Linked DNA regions of Arabidopsis thaliana: region 1 is linked to region 2. Evidence: chromatin contacts called from public capture Hi-C data. All regions are on one chromosome and are shown on one strand. The core of a region is the stretch at or near the end of the contact, and the rest is flanking DNA. Distances in the headings are between cores, read along the strand shown. Region 1 holds the start of AT1G60300 (NAC (No Apical Meristem) domain transcriptional regulator superfamily protein). Region 2 holds the start of ZW2 (transcription factor-like protein).

Region 1 (5,488 bases), core at 718-3,217, 590 kb before region 2:
CACCTAAGTTTTGCAGATGACATCATGGTTCTCTCTGATGGTAAAATTCGGTCAATTGATGGAGTGGTCCGAGTTTTCAATGACTTTGCTCTGTGGTCAGGACTCAGAATAAGTATGGAGAAGTCGACTCTGTTTTTAGCGGGCACGTCTGCAACAGCTCACCAAACGATCACCTCTACATACCCGTTTTCAGTGGGAACATTACCTGTAAGGTATCTTGGACTTCCCCTTGTTAATAAACGTCTATCTGCAGCTGATTACCTTCCTCTCCTTGAAAAGATAAGACAACGAATTGGCTCTTGGACAGCAAGATTTCTCTCTTTTGCTGGTAGATTGAATCTAATAAGTTCAGTACTCTGGAGTATTTGTAACTTTTGGATGGCAGCGTTTAGACTTCCTCGCGGTTGTATTCGTGAAGTGGATAAAATTTGTTCTGCATTTCTTTGGTCTGGGCAGGAAATGAAAACAACGAAAGCAAAGGTGTCATGGCAAGAGATTTGTAAGCCTAAGCATGAAGGTGGTTTGGGTCTAAGATCCTTAAAGGAGGCTAACGATGTCTGTTGTTTGAAGCTAATATGGAGAATAGTGTCTCATGGAAACTCTCTTTGGGTGAAGTGGATAGAAGAAAATCTTCTCAAACAGAAGTCCTTCTGGTCTGTCAAACACACATAGGCTCTTGGATGTGGAAGAAACTCCTCAAATATCGGGCAGTTGCAAGTCCTTTATGTCGAGCGGAAGTCAAGAATGGGCAAACCACATCATTTTGGTATGATAACTGGTCTGATTTGGGTCGTTTATCTGATCTTGTGGGTGAGCGAGGTGCTATTGATTTGGGAATAGATTGGCAAAAATCTGTGGCGGATGCGTGGACAATGCGTCGTCGTCGAAGGCATAGAGACGGATTACTCATGCAAATAGAAGAGGCTTTAAATAAAAAAATGCAGAATCGTAAAGATGAAGCAGATCATATTCTTTGGCGTGGTATAAATGACACTTATCGGCCACGTTTCTCTACCAAGGATACATGGCATCATCTAAGAACTATCTCTCCCACGATCACTTGGCACAAAGGAGTATGGTTTACTCACGCGACGCCTAGGCAATCCTTTTGTGTGTGGCTAGCGGTTCTAAATCGTCTCTCCACCGGGGACCGTATGAGGATGTGGAATGTCGGAGCAACAGACACGTGTTTTCTCTGTCACACCGAGGTAGAAACTAGGGAGCACCTCTTCTAAGAACATTTTTCAAACTAGCTACTCAACAGATTGGCACACGAACCTAATGCGCGTCTCTTGCCACCAAAACCAGCGGGTAGAAGGATTTTTACAAAGGTATGTGTTTCAGACTGTAATCTATGCATTATGGAGAGAGAGGAATGGAAGAATGCATGGGGATGATCCTAACCCACCAGCTCGGTTAGTCGGATGGCTAGACAAGCAGATTCGAAATCGATTATCAGCAATTAGGCTCATGGGCGATGGGCGTTATGCGAGTGGTCTCCAAAAGTGGTTTGCGTCAAAGCACTAAGTTCTCAACTCATCAAAGTTTAATCTTTTCTCTGCTATTGTAATCTAAATTAAAGCTGCACTTGTTGTAAAAACGTTTTCTTTTGAATCTAATTTAACATGAAATTCAAAAAAAAGAAATAAGATTATTACTTATACATATGTCAACGAAACAAAACTATCGTATAACTGACAGTAATTTATTTTAACAAAAGCACCAGAAGAAAAGAAGAAAAAAAGTTTACAAAAAAATTATCCGCGGAGGAAAGGGTAGTTCATAATTGCGAAATAAAGAGATATCATCAGGGGTAAATTGGTCAACACAAAAATTATATATAACGGTCGCCACTAACTTATTAACACGAGTCTCTCTTCCTCTTCCCTTCATCTCCAAGAAACAAACACTCATTCTTGCGATTGATCTTTCTCTAGATAATTTTTTTGATCGATTTAGTTTCATTATGGAGGACGACGACGCAGCTTATGATCTAATCAAACACGAACTGTTATACTCAGAAGACGAAGTAATAATCTCACGTTATCTGAAGGGTATGGTCGTTAACGGAGATTCTTGGCCAGATCACTTCATCGAAGACGCAAACGTGTTCACCAAGAATCCAGATAAGGTGTTCAATTCTGAGAGACCTAGATTCGTGATCGTTAAACCACGAACAGAGGCTTGTGGTAAAACCGATGGATGTGATTCGGGTTGCTGGAGGATCATTGGTCGTGATAAACTGATAAAGTCGGAGGAGACTGGGAAGATTCTAGGGTTCAAGAAGATACTCAAGTTTTGCCTAAAGAGGAAACCTATAGACTACAAGAGAAGTTGGGTAATGGAAGAGTATAGGCTTACCAATAACTTGAACTGGAAGCAAGATCATGTGATTTGCAAAATTCGGTTTATGTTTGAAGCTGAAATTAGTTTCTTGCTAAGCAAGCATTTCTACACTACATCAGAATCGGTTCTTGAAAATGAGCTGTTGCCATCTTATGGATATTATTTATCCAATACACAAGAGGAGGATGAATTTTATCTGGACGCGATAATGACTTCGGAAGGAAACGAGTGGCCTAGCTACGTTACCAACAACGTGTACTGTCTGCATCCATTGGAGCTTGTGGATCTTCAAGATCGGATGTTTAATGATTACGGAACCTGCATCTTCGCTAACAAGACTTGTGGTGAAACTGATAAATGCGATGGTGGTTACTGGAAGATCCTGCACGGTGATAAGCTGATCAAGTCAAATTTCGGAAAGGTCATTGGTTTCAAGAAGGTATTTGAGTTCTATGAAACGGTGAGACAAATATATCTTTGTGATGGAGAAGAAGTGACGGTAACTTGGACTATACAAGAGTATAGGCTTAGCAAAAACGTGAAGCAGAATAAAGTGTTGTGCGTTATCAAGTTGACTTATGATAGATAGGATACTTTACTTTGGTTTTTGTGATCATCTTAGTATCTTACGAATATTCTAGATACACACATCTATAGATTCATGAGTCTTTGTGTTTCTTATTTCTCTGTTCAATATGGTTTAAAGACTAGTATGCTTATTTCTTGTGGTTTGTGGTAGTGAGAGGAGAGACTTTTTTTGTCGTCGCTGCAATTTGCTAATCGCATGTAAACAACCATATTAGCAGCAATCAAAAACATCAGAGACAAGTTGAGCCTAAACGTATAGAATTGATATGATCTGAAACCAACTACATGTTTCTGAATCAGCAACCCTAATAATCTATAAATGAAGATCAATGGGCAGAAAAATTGACATTTGTTTTTATCTGATTAGCAGAGATCATCGTTGTTGTGTTGTTTTGCGATTTCGTGTGTGTGCTCGTGTGTATATCGTTGTTTACATATAGCCGTCATATAGCCGTCATATATTTTTCCAGGAAGAAACAGAGAATTAAGAGATAGGTTAGGTCATCAACTTTGCCAAGGCTTGTTGTTGCCACACCGTCGTCGCCATGTATAAACCAAGAGTTGCGGTGTCGTCTTGAACCGTGAAGGAGAAGAGGAGTTGGGTAGAGCCACTGGAAAAGATTGTCGCTGCACCTTAGACACCAAACCAGGATACCAAGGAGAAAGTGAGCATAATGAGCATAAACGCTTTTATATAAACGCTTTCAAATTTCAAAAAAAAAACTTGAAATTGGCTTTTAAAACAATGTCATAAAAGTGTGCATAGCTACACGTTCTCACTACTATATGTTTGTTGTGAATTAAAATGTTTTGCAGATTGCGTTTTCTAAAGACGATATCATTCCTACAACTGGACAAGCTATGGTCGAGAATAAGCTGTTGGCAGTTCTTTAATCAATCATTGGAAGTAATGGGGTGTCTCCTGCGACTAGGCTAAATCTTGCAGAGAGATTGGCCCAGTTGATGAATAAGAACAAAGTCGAAGAAGAAGCAAAAGAGAACAAATGAATATGAGACATTTTTCTTGTAGGTCTTTATGTTTCAATATTCAATAATAAGACTTTTTAGCTCCCTTCAAATGTTTTCCTCTGTTTTTAAGGATATTCAAAGAATGTCATGGACTAGGATCAAAAATGCCCAACAGATAAAAATTATATTATCAATAGTTGGTCTTGATTCTCCACATTACGCCAAACGAAACCAGTGATCAGTAAATTATGGGGCAAAGATTTGGAACTATTGGTCAAAGAAAAAAAAAATCTGAATCTTATCAATTAGACATTAGACAATCAAAGTAAATAACCTAAATCCGTGTTTTACCACACGTCCACACTACTAATTTCACATGTGGAGTATTGTACTGTGTGGTACTCACGTGGAAAGTGAAGGACATGTGGATCGGAGTATCTATTTCTGTATATTCTTATGCTATTCTAACTTGATATGATGAAGATGCGCCGACCGTTTTATGAATAAGGACAAACATTATCAAAGGTTGGTGCTTGACTTGAGACAATTATATGGTCTAAATAACTTGGAAACTCTGGTTGACAACTATGTAGACTTTTTGGTTACATTATTGAGGTGTTTCCCTTCTTTTTTTTAATCCATTCACAAATTTTGGATAAACAGTGAAAAAATATCCGTGGAAGAAGGGTAGTTGAGAAATAAAAAGAGATCAACAAGGGTAAATTAATCAATACGAAACTTAGATATAACGGTTGCCATTAACTTAAAAGCACATTTATGAACATGAGTCTTCTTCGCTTCATCTCCAAGAAACAACACTCATTTTTGCGTTTAATCTTTCTCTCTCTCTTGATCGATTTAGTTTCTTTATGAGGACGAACCAATGAAAGTTGAAGACGAAGCAACTTATGAGCTTATCAAAGACGAACTGATGAAAGCAGAAGACGAAGCAACTTATTGGCTAATCAAAGAAGAACTGATCAAAGCAGAAGACGATGTAATCATCTCACGTTATCTGAAGCGTATGATCGTTAACGGGGATTCGTGGCCTGATCACTTCATCGAAGATGTAGACGTGTTCAACAAGAATCCAAATGAGGAGTTTCATTCTCAGAGCCCTAGATTCGTGATCGTTAAACCACGAACAGAGAATTGTGGTAGAACCGATGGATGTCAATCTGGTTGCTGGAGGATCATTGGTCGTGATAAACTGATAAAATCGAAGGAGACTGGGAAGATTCTAGGGTTCAAGAAGATTCTCAAGTTCTGCCTAAAGAAGAAACCTAGAGAATACAAGAGAAGTTGGGTAATGGAAGAGTACAGGCTTAACAATAACTTGAACTGCAAGCAAGATCATGTGATTTGCAAGATTCGGTTTATGTTCGATGCTGAAATCAGTTTCTTGCTAGCCAAGCATTTCTCGTGTCTCTCCACTAGATCACCGCTTCCTGCAAATCAATTGTTGCCAGCTTATGGAGTCTGTTTCTTCGATTCAGAAGCGGAGGGTGCATTTTATCTGGAGACGATAATCGGTTATGATGGAAACACTTGGCCTAGCTACGTTACCAACGATGTGTACCGTTTG
Region 2 (5,791 bases), core at 1,158-3,657:
CTTGAGTTGACGCAACTAGTGTCACGTAGCTACAAAACTAAGCATCAAAGTTTCAAATTAAAGTAGAGATGCATTGCATCAATCTAATATGAAGTTAGAGAGATGCTCTGATTCTGCCAGACTAAAAAGTTATGAGTGACAATTCCTGAAAAGCAAAACGAATTAGTTCTCATAACTCATGAAAATGTTGCCTAAATTAATTCGAAACATAACATTAAGCCGGAAGGAATTGTCTCATCCAAGGTGTCTATCACCACAACTGCACATACGAATCCGATTCTTACAAGCCATTATGGATGGTTTCCCAATCTCTTAACCAAAATCTGCACCACGAAAAGAAGCATCTTTAGGTATCGGTTTTTTCCGACAGCAGGCATAAACCGAAGTTGTATCGTCAACAGTTTTTTGTCAAACCCACCAATGCTTTTTAGTTTTTACATGTAGTCATGATGAAGCAATCGTGCACTAAGTAATGCACTACGTGTGGAATCGAATTATGATCCGTTACATAATGTGAATTCCAGAAAGTAAAAGGGTTAGTGATAATAATGGAAGACAATTCTATTTCATTTGTACTTCAGTACTTGTTGTGCTCCCATGGTGCAACGAAGAATTGGATGGAATTTTGATTATTAAAGACTTAAAGTATTTATGGAGAATCAGTTTTCTACAGCTTTAGAAGTTTCAAGTCAAGTGCATGAGTAGATAGTAAGATGGTCTTTTTGTGTTCTTGCCGCTTAAATATTTTATAAATGAGGCAACTTCATGGGAGAGTGATCCCTTGAGCGCCTCTGCCAATAAACACTATTAAGTTGAAAAAACATGATATTTAGTACCTCAATATTAGTGAAGAAGATTTTAAATTCGACGGTGAAACGTGAAAAACATATGAGAAGCATGGACTATCGAAATGGGTAAGTTAAATTGTTATTATCACTGGCCATAACAAGAGAAAGAAAAGCAAAAGATACTAATTTCTTCATTTTATCCTATTAATTTTTTTTTTTGCAAAAATGGATATAAGAATTTCTAATTTTTAGCCAATAGATCATATGAATTAAAACATGATACTGTTCAAAACCCAAAAATGGGCGGACCTAGACGCTGAACAAGAAAAGCCTATCCATTCGCCAAGGCCCAACTAGTCAATATGTATGGAAATCAATGCCTACTGAGAACTGCAAGTAATCTTAATATAAGCTACATGTAACAAGAGCAAGAGCTAGAAGACTTACCACCAACTTGAATGCCATGAATTGTAAAAATTAATTTTGTGTTACGGTAAGTTGTGGACTGTATTGTTTATTCAAAGGCTTCTTACAATCGAACATAAAGAAGAAGACATTTTTGGGGAAGAAAATGAAGAAAGGGATAGAAGATTGGCTGATTAAATAAACCACTATCTTTCTTACATCATTCATCAAAATCTGACTATCATTTACAAAGTAGGATCAACTCTCACTAGAGAACTAAAAGTACGATGGCATGAAACGTAATTACATACAAAACTCATGTCCAAAGCCCAAACCTATACATAAGCACTACCGGATTTGTTTTTATTGTAGAACAAATGTTGTTCACTTATAAGACCAAACCTGATTTCGAAATACTTAGAACACTCAAAAAAAAAAAAAAAGAACATTAAAGTCCTAGCAAAGAACTGTTTCTCTCTACACACCTAAATCTCTCAGCCGGAGATAAAACTCTCCAGCGGCTCTTAGCAGCTTGATCGACTGCCGTGGATTCAGAACCTCCACCACTTTCCCAACCGTCACACACCGGAGTTGATCAGCGTTCTTCATCGCTTTAATCATCTCTACCTTCAAAACCTCCATTGCATCCTCCATTTCTGGCTGCTCTCCTTCGCCAAGCCTCAACACTCCGATGCGCCTAAATGGAACCATCAGAAGTGGATCCCCCACGCTCTGTTGTAGAAGCGCGAACCTTCGCATCAAATCTCTCTCCCTCCGTTTAGTCTCTAACCGAATGCTCTCGAGTTGGTCTATTTGGTGGCTCGTAAGGTCATTAACAGAAGTGGTTATGAGCTTAAAAACCATACCTGGTTTAAAACCTCCGATCCAGAGGATGAGTTTCTCGTATGAGCTGAGCCATGGTGGAGAGAAGAAATCATATATATCGTCACCGGCCACGGACATGGCAACTGATTTCTCTTCGTAGTATTGGAGATAGTGAGAAAGAAAGTTACTCACAAGAGATTCTTCTTCTATTGGAGTTACAATGGTTGTTTCATCAGCAAGGTGTGCAAGTTGTTGGACGAATTGCCTGTGACGGCAGAGCCAGTCATTGAAGAAGCTCGCAAAAGTTTCAGAGCTGCTAGTGATTGGCATGACTCATATATAGTTCCAAGTGAGTCAATGAATATAGACGAGACATGCATGTGTGTCTGTTTAAGTATTTATATAAGACAAAGACATCATCGTTAAAAATTATAGGTCGATTTTGGTGAAGTTAAGTAGTAATTAGAATGTTTAATTTTAATAGTAAATGGGAGCAGTAAGCGGTTTCAGAATGGTACAAAATAGTACAAAATGTACGATCTCTCATACAGATAATTTACGTAATTTGAAACATTTTAGGGCATGTCATTTCTAGGTAAATTTTTGTTTCTTATAGAGACATCCAAATTATCAATTGAATATCTAAATTACTTCAACAAATAAATAAAAAAGGACTGGGATGTATTATCTTGACCATCTACTTATCATCTAAAACCATCTCCATCAGTAGTCTCTCACATAGTTTCTCATTAACTAAAAAATATAAAATAATAATAAAATAGAAGAGAGATAGGAGAGAGATTGAGAATAGTTTCTTTGCAGAGAAATTTTAGAGTAATGATTGAGAGATTATGTGTATATGTGTGTATTTATAATTGCACAGAAACTAAATCATAATAAAATATTATTATATTTTTTTTTTGAGAAACTTTTAAAGTATGTGACCAATGGAGATGACCAATGGAGATGACCTAATGTCTTAATAATTGTTCTAGCCATCTATTAAATTACGAAACTATATATTTTTGAAGGTGTGATCAGTGAAAATAAGAGTTAAGTGGCTATATACACATCACATAAGAAATATTTAGCAACCATTTTCGGTTATTTTTATATTGATTTCAGAAAAGTTAACATTATTGGAGCTAAGTGTTTATAGACACTGTAGAATGCCATGATAATTTAAATTTATCCAAAAGTGAAACGTTTTCAATTTAATAGATGGTTATTTTTATATTTTACTTAATAGACTATTAATGATTTTAACATAATTATGATGATTATCAGTATTGGCTAATATATTATGTTTTTGAATCATAGTATTGATGTATAATAATGTGTATGGAGATCTAAAATAAAAGGTATATGTAATGTAATCACATTGTTCATATTCATGGATATAAAAAACATTTTTTCTATGCATAGTAATAAACTTCCATACACAACGTAAAATTCACTGTCACAAAACAAAAAGGGTTACAATCATATTCAGAGCTGCAGATTTAACCCGCAAAAAAATATCGAAGTGCTGGAGGAGGTCCTAAACCGGACGTAGCATCCATTGACAAGCTACATTGATCTATCATTTCAAGTTACAATTTTTTTTATATTTTTTTGATAATGTACAAAAGTTTTATGTTACGTTGATAAAAGAATATTAAGGCTGACGATCTTAAGAAATTGTAGACATGTGTGAAGAGAATCTATAACGTATATTCTTTTCTTCTTCTGGAATCCAGACTTTTGTCTTTACATTTAAACTTCACACTTGTGTTGTGTGGTAATGTTCAAGTAGAAAACAACAAATAACAATAGATATAATAAACCAATCGTAGTGGTTAAGAAACAAAGACATTGAATGAAGCGAATGTCGCTACACTGAACTTGGAACCATTGTAGGTAAGATTAAAAAAGGAACAAAAAAAAAAAAACTTATAAAGTTTTGTTAATCAGTAGTATCAAAAAAATAAAAGATGTGTTATTAAATTATTTTATTTTGTACAAATAACACACTCAATGTTTATTCAAATAGGTATGTTTTTATTACAAAAAAAAAAGAACTCTTTATAAACTAAATAACTCAAATAAGCTGCTGGCAAAGATAAACGGACTTAATTAAACTCACAGAGTCACATGTAAAAGTAACACTTTTTGGTATGATTATAAAAATAATATGCAAATCCATAGGTAAAAAGCCTATTTCAACATGTATAATTTTCGTCGTACGTGCTTGTACAAATTCATAGGAGAACCGAACCAAAGTGTATATATAAAAGATTAGGCCTTTCATAGAAGAAAAAAGATCAAGAGCTAGCTTTTGTTTTAATCTTAGAAAGAAGGAATTTACTTTGTTCGAGAAGCAGGCGTTCGTGTGCATGGATTCTGAATGATCTATGGATTCTGAATGATCTCAATACTTTGCGTAGAATAAGAAATTGGTTGGTGAGAAGCTAAGTATTTGTTTTAGTTGTCTGTAAGCCCAATAAGTGTGTGCAACAACTTTAAAAGATTTTCTATTGAAGTATTTTTTATATAAGGTGAGCCGAGGCTTGGTATATCTCGTCTCGTGTTACATACATCTTTACTTTTTTCATTTTCTCACCTCTAACTTCACCGAGCTTGTCAACGATCTCATATCCTTGGTGTGGAACAAACTAGTCCCCATCATACAATTTGAGAATTTTGTGACGACAATCATATTTCCTAGTGATAATCCCCTAGCTAAAAACTCATGTATAAAGTGTTTCATAAACAAAAGTTGTTTCTCATTAATGGATTTCTAGACTACGACTGAAGTGTGCAAAAATCATTTTCCATCACTGTATAAGGTCGCTTTTCGTGATGGGATTATTTATATATGAATTGGTAGTACTTATGGGGCTAAGGTAGGCCAAGCATATTCACTAAAACTTTTGGACTTCAAATACGAGTTTCCTACGTTTTATGTTATCTATCATCTTTTTATTCTTTATTGAGTTCGTGTTCCTACTTCAAACACTTTTTTTTTTCACTCAAGGAAGAAAAGAGTGAAGAAAGATTCTTAAATAAGAAACTCTAAGATATTTACGAGAATCCCATAAAACACATGTCTCTCCTATTTTGATTCAATATAATTTTTTAAATTAAAGTTTATAAAACTAAAATATATCAAAATAATAATGACTTTTTGTTTAAAAAAGCTTTAGAAGTTATGATGGATAGAATTCTCATATGGTTATTATCAGTGAAGTAAAAGAGTGGTTTAATCAACTAACTGTTCCTATTAGTGAGTTCCACGTTTTTCTCTCGTTTCCGTAGTTTTACCTCTGTCTGATAGTTGGTAAGCTACGTTTGGGAGATTTTAAAGCCTTGTTACTGATCCTAAAAATCACCACATAATTTTTCCATGTTTTATCCTCAGTTACATGGTTACAACAATCACTTTCTGGAAGGTCACCAATTTTGAGATTTTTCAGCTTAAGCACACTTAACTATGAAGTTATCCCAAAAAGTTTCACCGAAAAGATAAATGCACGTTGGTGATATAAATAGTCAAATCAATTCTATTAAACGTTTTCGCATGCACCACCATATTCCTAAAATCGGAGTGTTACAATTCATCCCCACAAACAGAACGTAACGTTCTCGTGGCACACCAAGATCGTAACCCCGGATGGAGCGAGCTTTCTTGATTTCACACTCATGTGAATTCGGATCTGATACTACTTATGACGTTCTGACTGTCCCTACTAGTGGGCTCCACGTCTTCTTTCGGGCATGTGGGTTCACCTCTG

The links. Capture Hi-C pulls out chosen DNA fragments and counts their contacts.
Region 1: a capture Hi-C map of seedling shows a contact between it and region 2, with 2.7 times the contacts expected there. A contact is called at or near these places in 2 of 26 Hi-C or Micro-C datasets (root and seedling) and 1 of 3 other capture datasets (seedling).

Annotation. Positions count from the first base shown.
Region 1 is chr1:22,227,227-22,232,714 of TAIR10.1, reverse strand. AT1G60300 (NAC (No Apical Meristem) domain transcriptional regulator superfamily protein) reads left to right here and starts at 1,967. Exons shown (of 1, transcript NM_104719.1): 1 at 1,967-2,935. The coding sequence starts at 1,967. The coding sequence ends at 2,935. It overlaps NAC023 (NAC domain containing protein 23), which reads left to right and starts at 4,787. Exons shown (of 1, transcript NM_104718.1): 1 at 4,787-5,488. The coding sequence starts at 4,787. It also overlaps the pseudogene AT1G60290 and the pseudogene AT1G60310.
Region 2 is chr1:21,637,707-21,643,497 of TAIR10.1, reverse strand. ZW2 (transcription factor-like protein) reads right to left here and starts at 2,407. Exons shown (of 1, transcript NM_104613.4): 1 at 1,457-2,407. The coding sequence starts at 2,348. The coding sequence ends at 1,671.